2 separate regions of the Zea mays genome follow, and region 1 is linked to region 2. Evidence: chromatin contacts called from public Hi-C data. All regions are on one chromosome and are shown on one strand. The core of a region is the stretch at or near the end of the contact, and the rest is flanking DNA. Distances in the headings are between cores, read along the strand shown. Region 1 holds the start of LOC100285407. Region 2 holds the start of LOC103635800 (protein LURP-one-related 8).

Region 1 (5,381 bases), core at 1,508-4,007, 130 kb after region 2:
TGGCGTATGGTTGTCTTCGTCCTCGCTTTAATCTAGATTTCGATCCCTAAGGGAGAGATCTTAGGATGCTTCGGGTCGACAGGTTACCCGGAGCGTCCCCAGACAATGTGGGGTCGTCTAGGAATTAAGAGATAGTCGAGGTAGAGTATCTTTGGTCGGTAGGCCACACAAGACTGGTCTAGACGACGTAAAGTCAAATAGGGGTGGAGTTTGATACGCGGAAATCTATAACTAGAACTACGTTACATCTATTACTAGGACAGAAATAATAAAGAAAGTATTTAGACGATAGCTAACAAATCTCACGTGATTAAATAGATAACCACTCACGATATAGCAATAATTTCCCGAGTTAATCTGATCGCGGTGGCGCGGACCCGTCCGCCAGTGTAGTGTTCACTAGTAAACACGGTACAGCATGCATACACCAGGACTTGCTGGTGTAAATAAATGTTAAGATAAAAGTATATATAACTCCCATTACAATGATTGTTTTTTAAACCCCATTACAGTGATTTGAGAGGGCATCTCAAGATTACATCAATAGATATATCCGTGCGTTCTCATTTGGCTCACCCCCACCCAACGTCCCTTCTCCCTTCCCTAGGCTTCCTTCGTCTTTGTTCTTTTTGATGATTTTATTTCGCCGAGCAGCACAGGAATGGATTAGTTAGACTGGATGGTCAGAACACGAGGTGAAAACGGCGCCTTCGTCGTCTTTAGCGCGCGGGGGCGTAGGATGGCGGCAGCGGCAGCCCCACGACCTTGCCGCAGCGGAGGGCGTTGTCGGGCATGTTGTACTCGTCGCGCAGCGACCGCGCCGGCGAGATGACGCTGATGTAGAACTGCTCCCCGAGGTAGTACCGCTCCCAGACGTTGGACCGGACGCTCCACATGCCCGCGTTGTCGAATGTCAGCATGATCGCCGTCCATGACCGCGGGTACACCTGGATCGTGTGCCGGCTCACCGTGTCCAGTAGGTTGTACGTCTTCCTCATCTCCGGCGACCACGTCCCAGGCCCCATCCTACAGATATTTGCTAAAGAAGAAGAAAAAGAAATATAATCGAGCACGTAACGTAGCCGTAGCGTACGTACCCGACGCCGAAGAAGGCGTAGCCGTCGAGGTGGAGGGAGTCTATGCTCTTCTCGGGGTTCTCGAAGACGATCTCGATGAAGGTCCGGAACTCGGCGGTGATGACGTTGGGGATGACATGGAGTGGCCCGTTAACGGCGGGGGGCACGTCGCCCATCTGGTTGTAGCTGAACACCCCGTCGGTGACGTTGAAGTACTCGGCGAGCTTGAGGGGGGTCTCGGTGTCCCTGTGGGAGATGCCGTTGAAGCCGTAGCGGAGCTTGCCGTCGATGTGGCCGCGGGAGACCATGACCTTGATGGTGCGGGTGATGTTGATCTGGCCGTAGTGGTAGGAGCCCTGCGGGTTGGGGCGCGCGGCGCTGGCCGTCAGGTTCCAGCGGAACGACCTGGCCTGGTTGATGGACCAGGCCCAGCCGGCCGGTGGCTCGGTCATGTTGGGCGCCGGCGGGGCGCCGCTGGAGCCGGCGTAGCGGATGACGGCGGAGGCGGACTTGGCGTCGTGGATGAACCGCGTGGAGGCCACCATGTAGTAGTCGCCGGGCGCCTGGTCGGCGTCGACCAGCACGGAGAGGCAGTGGCCGACGTGCACGTCCAGCGAGTCGTACACGTCCTGCAGGGTATGTGAGCCCTCCAGCTCCACGAGCTTCATGTCGTGGCCCTGGATGCGGAAGTTGAGCGACGCCTTGATCCCGGTGTTGCACACGCGGAGGCGGTACGTCTTGCCCGCCTCGAAGGTGAGCATGGGCGCGGCGGCCTCCAGGTCCTTGCCTCCCTTGCCGTTGATGAGCACGCCCGCGGGGCGGCCCACGCTCTTGCCGGCGTCGAGCTGGCGCGCCAGCACCTCGTGGTCCTTGGTGTACCAGTCGCCGATGAGCACCGCGTGGTCGCTCTCCGGCGGCGGCTGGTCGAAGGGGACCGGGATGAGGAGGCGGCTCACCACGCTGATGGCGCCGTACCCGCCCGCCGCCCGCTGCATGCCGATGGACGGGAAGTAGAAGAAGCTGCCGATCTGGTCCTTGGGCTGCCACTTGTACGTGAAGTTGGTGTTGGGCGCGATGGGGCACTGCGTGCCTGGCATCCCGTCCATCCACGAGTTCTTCCTGTGCTGCATCCCGTTCCTGCGCGCGTGCAAAGCCATGTCATGTCATGTCATGTATCGAAATGAAATGCACGCATGCATGCATATTCATCACACGGCCGGACCAGGTGAAAAGGAGCGGATGGTCGAGCTGGTTGAAGACGTTGACGACGATGTTGTTGTTGGAGGAGCAGTTGATCCTGGGGCCAGGGAACTCGCCGTTGATGAGGATGACCTTCTGGGGCACTCCCAGCAGGGACCTGGTCCCGTACGTCACCTTCCACTCGAAGAACAGGTAGGGGTCCTCGGCCCGGGCCAAGGTCGCCAGCGCCGACACGACCAGCAGCACGCCGGCGGCAACGCGCATCGTCGACGTCGCCATGACTCTCCTCGACCGATCAGCAGCTAGCTCTCGGCGGGCCGGCGGATCGGAGGAGGGGCGCTCGACCTCTCTCTAATGTAGTGTAGTGTAGTGCTGCTCTCTTGAAGGATTGTAATGAGGAGTTGTTGCGGTGAGATAGAGCTTATTCTATGAGGAGGCCATGGAAGACGTCCCGGGTGGTGGTAGTGGTCAGGTGGAGGCCGGGGGATAACCGGGGAGGCTTCGGTTTGACGAGGGGACGCCGGGGTGGGGCTTTATAGCGCCAACGGGCGGTGCTCGTTTTAGAATGCGTGCCGGCCATGGCCCCAAGTGGAAGGTCGCGCGCGCGGGGCGGGCGGGTTGGTCGCGCGTCCGCCCGTCGTTCGCCACCGCGTCCTGGGCTGGCCGTTCCTTTTTCTTTTTCGATATTGCCGGAGTCCGACACTGAGCTGGACCGCTGGACGGATGGAGCCATGGACCATCCAGGGAAACGCATAAGCACTGCAAATTAGCGTGTCTGCAGCATTCGAAGTGGAGTGAATCCCTTTGCTAACCATTCATGAACCCAGAATATATATAATTCAGCAATTTGGACCGGAAAATCACGGTGAGGGAAATTGTGACTTCGGTAACAACAGGACAACTTATAATGCATGGTAGAATTAAACTCGATAAACCAATTTATATTCACGTGACAGCATCGACTAATATGCAAGCAAGTACTAGGTGTAAACAAATATGCAAGCAAGTACTAGGTGTAAACATGTGTGACAGCATCGACTAATATGCAAGCAAGTACTAAGTGTAAACATGCAAGTAGATTTTTTAGTCGGTAGATAAATTGTGGTTTGTTAGGAATCTTGTGATGGAAGTATAAATGTGACCAGCTGCGACCCGCACGATGGAGCATATCGGCCCAATCAAGCACATCTGGAGAAACAAAACAAGCCCTTATCCAAGATGAGTTAAGAATATGAACGGTCATTTTTTTTCAGGCATAAATATAAATCCGTTCTCTTGCCATGGTATTTAGCACGCACAAGCAACGCTTGAATAAGTCTTGCAAATTCAACACAGGTTCTACGAAAGTGGCTTTGGCTAAGGAACGACTGCAATGTCGAGAAACGACACTAAGTTCTTTCAGCGCTTCCCACCACCGCCGCCCAACTTGGGGCCCTTGGAACCCTTCTGGACCGCACCCTTTGTCTGCGTCTTCTGGGACTTGCTCACCTCCGCCTTCTTCGCTTTCTTCTCATCCTTGGTCTTCTTGATGCGCTCCTTGATCTCACTGCATGGTCACGACAGTTCAAATGAGCGGAGAGGTATTGAGCATCGGTATCTATTTGTTATGGTAATATAGAACTGGCAGACATACCGAAGAGCAGCTTCTCTAGCAGCATCGCGGACCTCTGGCTTCTCAGCTCTCTTCTTCTGGATTACTTCCAAGGAAGCACCCACAATTGACCTGGAGTATGGCTTCTTGGTGGCGCGGCGCCTCTTCTTTACCGCTTCAGCATGGATATCCTACAGACAAAAAAAAAAGCATGTAAGCTATAGACTTATAGCACTATTATAAGCATGGCAGAAATAATTTGCAAACGATGACATGATCAAATGGATCGATACAAAGATAATGATGAAATGTTCTCTACAAAGGATGCAACAAACACATGACTCAGAAGACAGCTAATTATATTAAATAACTTTAAGGGACCGTTTGGGCAGATTCAGAAAAATCGTGATTCCAAATGGGGTTTCCATGCAGGGAAACAGAACTGGAGCATTTCATTTTTTGCACAAACTTCAAAACAGCCTTCTGGTTTCACAGTGATTCTCTGGACCTCCAGTCCTCCACATATCCTTTCTTTTGTTGATAATTACAGGGACTGCACCCAGCTGGCCTAACTAATCAACCAGTATGGTAACAGGCAAGAGCCAAATGCTTTACTTTCTCAAAAAAATGTTGGTATAAAATCAGTGATATAATTTTATAGAAAAATATTGGATGTGATAAAATCTCAAAAAATCATCGATCTATAAATGTTTTATCTTCTCAAATTGGTGCAGCCCGGTGCATGTGCTCCTGCTTGCAGTTGCAGAGTCCAGGGAAGGGGCGAACCCATTTAGGTCTCTAGTATGCTGTCTTTCCCAGCATTTGCAAGAGGCTATTTCCACAACTCGAATCGATGACCTCTATCACAAGGCAGCAGCTTTACCACTCCACCAAGGCTTCCCTTCTATAATATATTTTTATATAGAAACTTATTGACTAATAAATTCTAAAATACTATCTGTAAATGCTCCATTTGAACCGTAATAACTCAAGGAAAACTCAGCATATGTCAATGGCACTTTGGTCTATTCAACCATATTCTCCTCTGTTCAGAATCTGAAAAGACAGACAGCCAACAAGTTCCAGCAAGTGGTCCTGTTTCTCAGGGAAATGTTTCTCCAAAATAAACTAGAACTAAAACGTTTTTAAGAATCTAAAACCCTACCAAATGAGCCCTAAATGTACATTAACACCTGAAAGGTAGCTAGTTAATGTTATATATCAGCACTGCATATAAACACAGAAGTTAATATATCAATCGTAATCCAGAATGGCGAGAAATTTTCCGAAGCTGAGGTTTATTGGAATTCTGGTCCAAAATTAAAAAAACTTGTAATTAGCTAATACAAGAAAGCTGAAGCTAATCTATAACCAAAAAGCATGGAATCATCATAAGGGAAATGAATGAATGACATTCTTATTGAAGTTGGCCGGGTAATATCACATACCTTCTTGTGCTGCTTCCTGTACATTGCTGTCCAGGTAAGCTTTGCAGGCTTCAGGCGGTTGTGGAA
Region 2 (5,803 bases), core at 1,861-4,360:
GTTTATGACTCCATCTGCCTTTATTTTTCTGTATGAGCTGCAACTGTTCCTGACGTTCCGGAATCGATCAGTAGCAGTTTGGAACTTTCGAGGTGAACTGGTCACATCATTTGAAGATCACCTGTTGTGGCACCCTGACTGCAACACAAACAACATATACATTACAAGTGATCAAGATCTTATTATTTCATACTGCAAGGCTGACTCAACTGATTCCTCTTCAGAAGAAAATGGTGAGCATCTTTATATATATCTTTATGTACTCATATATTTTTATTGCATTGCCTGTTGTCTTCTCCTGGTTATGTTCTTTTTTATGAAACAGGAGAGGGGGGGGGGGGGGGACCCACTGGAATTAATTAAAAGGGAAACAATAACCTGGTTATGCTCTTTTAAGATAACAGATGACCATGAGGCTGCATTTCTTGTGCTGGCCCTAACAAATTTATTGGACACTAATCTTTTTGTCCCCTATATTGCAGCTGGCTCTATAAACATAAGCAGCATACTGACCGGCAAATGCTTGGCAAAAATAAACCCTGGAAATTCGTGCAAGCAAAAGGATCCATGCAAGCAGAAGAAAGCATGGAGGTTCCAGAATACAGTCTCGGAGGCCCTGGAGGACATCACAGCTCTATACTATGACGAAGATCGTGACGAGATCTACACTGGCAACCGGCATGGCCTTGTCCATGTGTGGTCGAACTGAAAGCCGAAATAGTGGCGGCTTTCACCCACAGCATGGTGATCTTCACCTGTATGTGTATTAACAGCTTGTACCTCACATGGCAGGGGGGCACGAAGACGGACCCCCCAGCCACCAGGTACGGACGTGATGCTTCATTGTTGAGGCAATTCTTATTTATCCCACCAGCGTGGCAAGAGCTCTCACCACATAGGCACCCATTCAGAAATCAGAACACCCCCTCCCCGATTTGTTGTAGGATTGACAATCGTTGTGCGTTTTAAATATAGCATGTGTGTTAATTTTTTGTTGTTGTTGGGAATGTCGATTATGTCCCACAACTCAGTCAGTGAGTTCAAGTGTTACGGATGTACCTTGCAAGTAATGAGATTCATTCGTTGAGTTGTGATTTCGTTCAACTTGGCTCCAGCCCGCATCTCGTTTCAACTTGGCTAGCATGAGGCCGACGTGTGGTGGTGGGTTCATCCTCTGTAGCCTGCTGCATCCATCAAGCCTCAGCAGTCTATGTTCAATGTGCTGCTGCTGCACCACCTCACGGCCGCCTAGCATGACACGGTGCTTGTGCGAAGACGAAGATCGCAAACACCCTGACGAGTCGGCGATCTCCGGCGGCCGGAATTTCAACACGCACCAATAGCAAGCAGCCACTAGCTAATTGCTTGGGGCAAGCAAGACGACTGACTATACGATACGAGAGTGATCGAGTGCTGAGCCGACCAGGGCAAAAGGAGCACGCAATCAACCATTTGGTTCGCGTGCCAGCTAGACGGTTAGGATTTCGGCCCCCGGGTGCTTGGCCCGGATCCACCGTGCTGTCTCACTCTCGCCAGTCCATGTAGCTCATGAAGTGGGGGACGAACAAATGTGACGCTCAAGCATGCCCCTCTCCTCTCCTTTACGTGTGGACTGAATTTGACGCGGCAGAGCAACAATGTCCAAGTGTTTTTTGTTGGCATGCCCACCTTTTTCTTCTGAAAAAACCCGTCGATTTTCCGAATGCAATTCAGACTGAAAATGTGATAGTGGGGAGAAAGCAGAGAGAGACAGGGAATCTGTCTTACTATAACTTTTTTTTCTAAGTATTGTACACTTAGGTCCCTCTTTAGTCTTTACAAGGCGCATGATTTTACTGCCTGGTTAAAAAAAACCCAAACCCACACACGGCAAGAGGAGTTCCAATCCACGTTCACATTTCTATGACCCCAGTTTAATCGGCTTTGGCATCAAAGAGGAGCTGAAGAAAAAAAGGCAGCCAGGAGCAATTATCGTGCTCCCTCCCGGGCCCAAAACAATTGCATTGGGGGGGGGGGGGGGGGGGGGGGGGGGGGGGGCGCAAAAGAAGGGAAACAAAGCACCCACGCCATGCCAATGGAACGAACGGCACGGCGATGTACAGGCTACGAGGACCAGCTCCTGAGCAGGGACGGCTTGCCGAACATCTGGTCGAGCGCGAGCACGACGGCCATGGCCAGCGACACCTCCATCCCGGGCCGCACCACCAGCCGGAACACGTCCGAGCCCACCGCCTCCTTGGGGCTGGGCCGCACCTCCGCCACGGCTCGCCGCCGCCCGTCGTACTCGTACACCGTGCAGCGCCGCCGCAGGTACGACCCCTCCACCTCGTACCCGGCGCCCGCAGAGCACGCCGCGACGTGCGCCACGGACTTGGCACCTCCACGCATGTGTTGCGATTGCGCGGCCGCCCGCTTCATGGCGTAGAGCGGCGGCAGGCGCCGGGCCTCGTCCACGCCCCGGTACAGCAGCCACTGGTCGGACGACAGCCCCAGCCCCACCAGGCCGATCAGCTTCCTGCAGCGGCGGCGGACCGTGAGCACGGGGCGGCCCGCGGCGTCCATCAGCACCACCTCCGCGCGCGAGTCGGACGCGTAGCTGTCCACGCGGTACACGAGGTCGCCGCGGGCGTCGAACACCGTGAACCCCCTGCAGTTGAACAGCAGCGACTTGCGCCACACCGTCAGGGTGACCGCCGCCGGTTCCCCGTCGCCCGGCGCCACCGCCGGTTGCTGGCCGAGGCCTGGGGACGGCGCGGCGACGTTCGGGTGTACCTTCGCCGTCATGCTTAGGTAAGCAGACTGGTGGGAGCAAGATTTAAGAATGGTAGAGGGATGGGAAGGGAAGGACCGACGGAGAAAGTTAGCTCGCTCGCTAGCAGTTTATGGTTGTGTTTGTGTCACGGCTGGGTCTGGGTGGACGTGAGCAGTTTATATACTCTCCGTGGACAGAAATGCCCCTAATAATAGGTTGGGTTGGAAGGGTTATGTGGCAGATGGCTCTCACGTCATGAAACTTTATACAACGGAGATACATTTATACTCATGTAAACACGAACCTTGGCTAGAGGTGCACCCGGGAACAACCGGATAAAGGGTAGGGACATATATTGTTTGCTTATAAATATATGTGGTAAAAAATTGTATTGGTTAAGTTTCTTAGGGGGGAACATTTTCACTCAAATTTAACTCTTCATTTAGGATGGGTGAACATATTTACAATCCATTACCTTTTTAGGGTGGATAATAATGGACTCTAAATCTCTACTACTGTTTAAGATACAACTGTAGGCGTCCACACGGTTCTGGTTCTGCCCATCCGTCGTAACGCGACGCCGATCCGCCCCACCCACCGGCCGAAGGAAGGTTGCCGCGGATCCCCCACCTTCTCTCCCCGCCATCAACGCCGATCCGGGGATCCGAGGCCGCCATCAACGCGCACCTCCTCCCCACGACGTCGCATGAGGAAGGTTGCCGCGGATCCCCCACTGCTCCACGAGCCCCGGATCTCGGTCTCTGCGACCCCCAAATCATAAAGAACAAATCAGCCATCAACGCGCAGCAGCTTCGGACGACGTCGCATGGAAGGTTGCCGCGGATCCCCCATCCTCCTGCCCCTCTTCTGCGCGAGCCCCGGATATCAGTCCTCGCCCCGGCACTCTTGGAGATCTCCGAGCGTCAAGTTTCCTTTCCGGAGCGCACCGAGGACGCCTGGGTAGGTCGGCTTCCAAGCAGCCCCGGAGATCTCGGTCCTCGCCCACACTCTCCATGGAAGGAGATCGCCTCCTTTGCGCCCCGGCACTCTTGCCCCGGATCGTCGCCCCCGCACAGCATCAGCGGACGCGTCCGCTGCGCCCCGGATCTCGGTCCTCGCCCCGACACTCTTCGAGGAGATCTCTGGGCGACAAGTTTCCTTCCACGGCGAATATCCCTGTTGTCAACAGTGCGCCCATCCATCTCCACTTCCGCCGCCGCCACCGAGAGACCCCAACCCCACCCATCCACCACCATGTGGCGCCGCCTCCACACCCTAGCCCCCGCCTTGCGCAGGGCTACCTCCGTCGCCGCCGGGGCCCCTGCGGCGTCCGCTCCTCTGCAGCCCGCGTCGCCCCGCTCTCCTCGGCGGCTGCCGCTTTCGGCCGCACCAGCCGCTTTCCACCGCCGCACCAGCCCGCTCCTCTCGATTCCCTGGCGTCGTCCAACGCTGATCGAGTGCCGGTGGTCGCTTGGGTGTGCTGCAGGGGACAAGCCGGCGAGTGTGGAGGACGTCATGCCCATCGCCACGGGGCTCGAGCGGGAGGAGCTAGAGGCCGAGCTCATGGTGAGATCCTTACCTGAGATCCAGTTGGTCCGGTCTTTGTTCGAGAGGGAGGAGCTGGATCCCCTCCTCGATGTTGTCAACAGTGTGACAAGGAGGACGAACCGGCGGCGGTGGCAGAAGCCAGTCTCGGGCCACGATGGTGTCGAGCGCTGGTGACACGTCGTCGTCACTGGTGAAGATCGAGTCCTACATGAGTGCTGTCAAGATCTACCTCAAGAGCCTAGACATCCAACTGGAGAAACAGCTAGCCAAGACATGGAGAAGCACAAGGGGTTGTACAACCAGGGACCGAGGGAGGACTGGGAGATCGACCTCGCCAAGCTTTTATCAACCAAAAGAAAATCATGCTCCTCAACAGATAGCAGAACATCCTATTTGAAATGAGTTTGTGAATAAGTGGTAAGGCGTACCACTTTTAGTTTCTTTTCTTATTTGTCGTCATCTAAATTGACCATGGTGGCCAAAGACGATCGAGGAGGGGATACAACATCACTTTGCAGGCGCACGACGATCGCGCGTGGTTCATGTCCTCATGCTCGTCACCGATGCGCCGTGCTACACATTGCTCCATCCTCTCCTCACCTGTGAAGATATGCAGCAAAATGCAAAGGTGTGTCAAACCCATTTTTCATTTTCTCATCAATTATACCTATGATACTTTCATGTACTTCCATTATTGTCAGTACTATATTCAACCAAAAGAATAAAATAACTCAGCAGACATTTTTATTAACTTCAGTCGGAAGAAACACAAATGTGTAGTTTTGTGTCATTATCAATTGTGCTTGACAATTTGAATCACTTATTGATGAGTACATTGTTATTACCGCCTGACTGCAAAAGGATATGAACTCGTCTCCAATGGGATTGACAACCATTTAGTTTCGGTGAATCTCAATAATAAGGTAAGATAAAGTGTGTTTCACATTCCTTGTTTTGTTATTTCTTTATACATATTCACAAAAGTTGTTATTTCTTTATACATTACTCGTCTCCAATGGGAGTGACATGTGACAATTTTTTTGAGGATATCAGCTGAGCGCCTGAGCTGAGAATTGTTTAGGTAGCTTGAAGTTTTTGGTACCGCTCTTATGGCTGTCCTCAAAATTTAATATTCTATTTTTCTGATGGAAAATGTGTTCTAAATATACTGTATGGATGGGATGGGCTCAAGACATTTTTTGCCCTTGATCAGCCTCTGGCACTAAGCCCAGAAGATTGAACGTACTGGCCTGGGCAGTCCATATATTAGTAGGCCTTAGCTTGCTGGCTTGATCTCATGTGCCATCTGTTATTTCACCACAGGGAAATGGAAAATATTATTCATGTTTATGAATGCCAACACACCATGGCTGATTGATCCCCTCTCCATCTTACTTTGTGCATCTATGTAATTATGCAGTGCCTTGTCATTGATGAAGCCGATCGCATACTTGAGCAAAACTTTGAGGAAGACATGAAACAAATATTTAAACGCCTTCCCCA

Evidence for each region. A called contact is a pair of places that touch in the nucleus more often than the background predicts.
Region 1: a contact with region 2 is called in a Hi-C map of ear, with 4 times the contacts expected there. The contact joins the promoter of LOC100285407 here to the promoter of LOC103635800 in region 2. A contact is called at or near these places in 2 of 25 Hi-C or Micro-C datasets (ear and tassel).

What each region holds. Positions count from the first base shown.
Region 1 is chr8:122,120,407-122,125,787 of Zm-B73-REFERENCE-NAM-5.0, forward strand. It overlaps LOC100285407, which reads right to left and starts at 2,758. Exons shown (of 3, transcript NM_001369861.1): 1 at 2,299-2,758; 2 at 1,098-2,213; 3 at 341-1,026. The coding sequence starts at 2,555. The coding sequence ends at 720. It overlaps LOC100283730 (60S ribosomal protein L24), which reads right to left. Exons shown (of 6, transcript XM_034059480.2): 4 at 5,316-5,381; 5 at 3,910-4,058; 6 at 3,470-3,822. The coding sequence ends at 3,675.
Region 2 is chr8:121,985,686-121,991,488 of Zm-B73-REFERENCE-NAM-5.0, forward strand. LOC103635800 (protein LURP-one-related 8) reads right to left here and starts at 3,111. Exons shown (of 1, transcript XM_008658180.4): 1 at 1,730-3,111. The coding sequence starts at 2,784. The coding sequence ends at 2,104. It overlaps LOC100277503, which reads left to right. Exons shown (of 8, transcript NM_001151039.2): 7 at 1-233; 8 at 483-1,104. The coding sequence ends at 709. It overlaps LOC103635801 (DEAD-box ATP-dependent RNA helicase 27), which reads left to right and starts at 5,689. Exons shown (of 4, transcript XM_008658181.3): 1 at 5,689-5,803. The coding sequence starts at 5,715.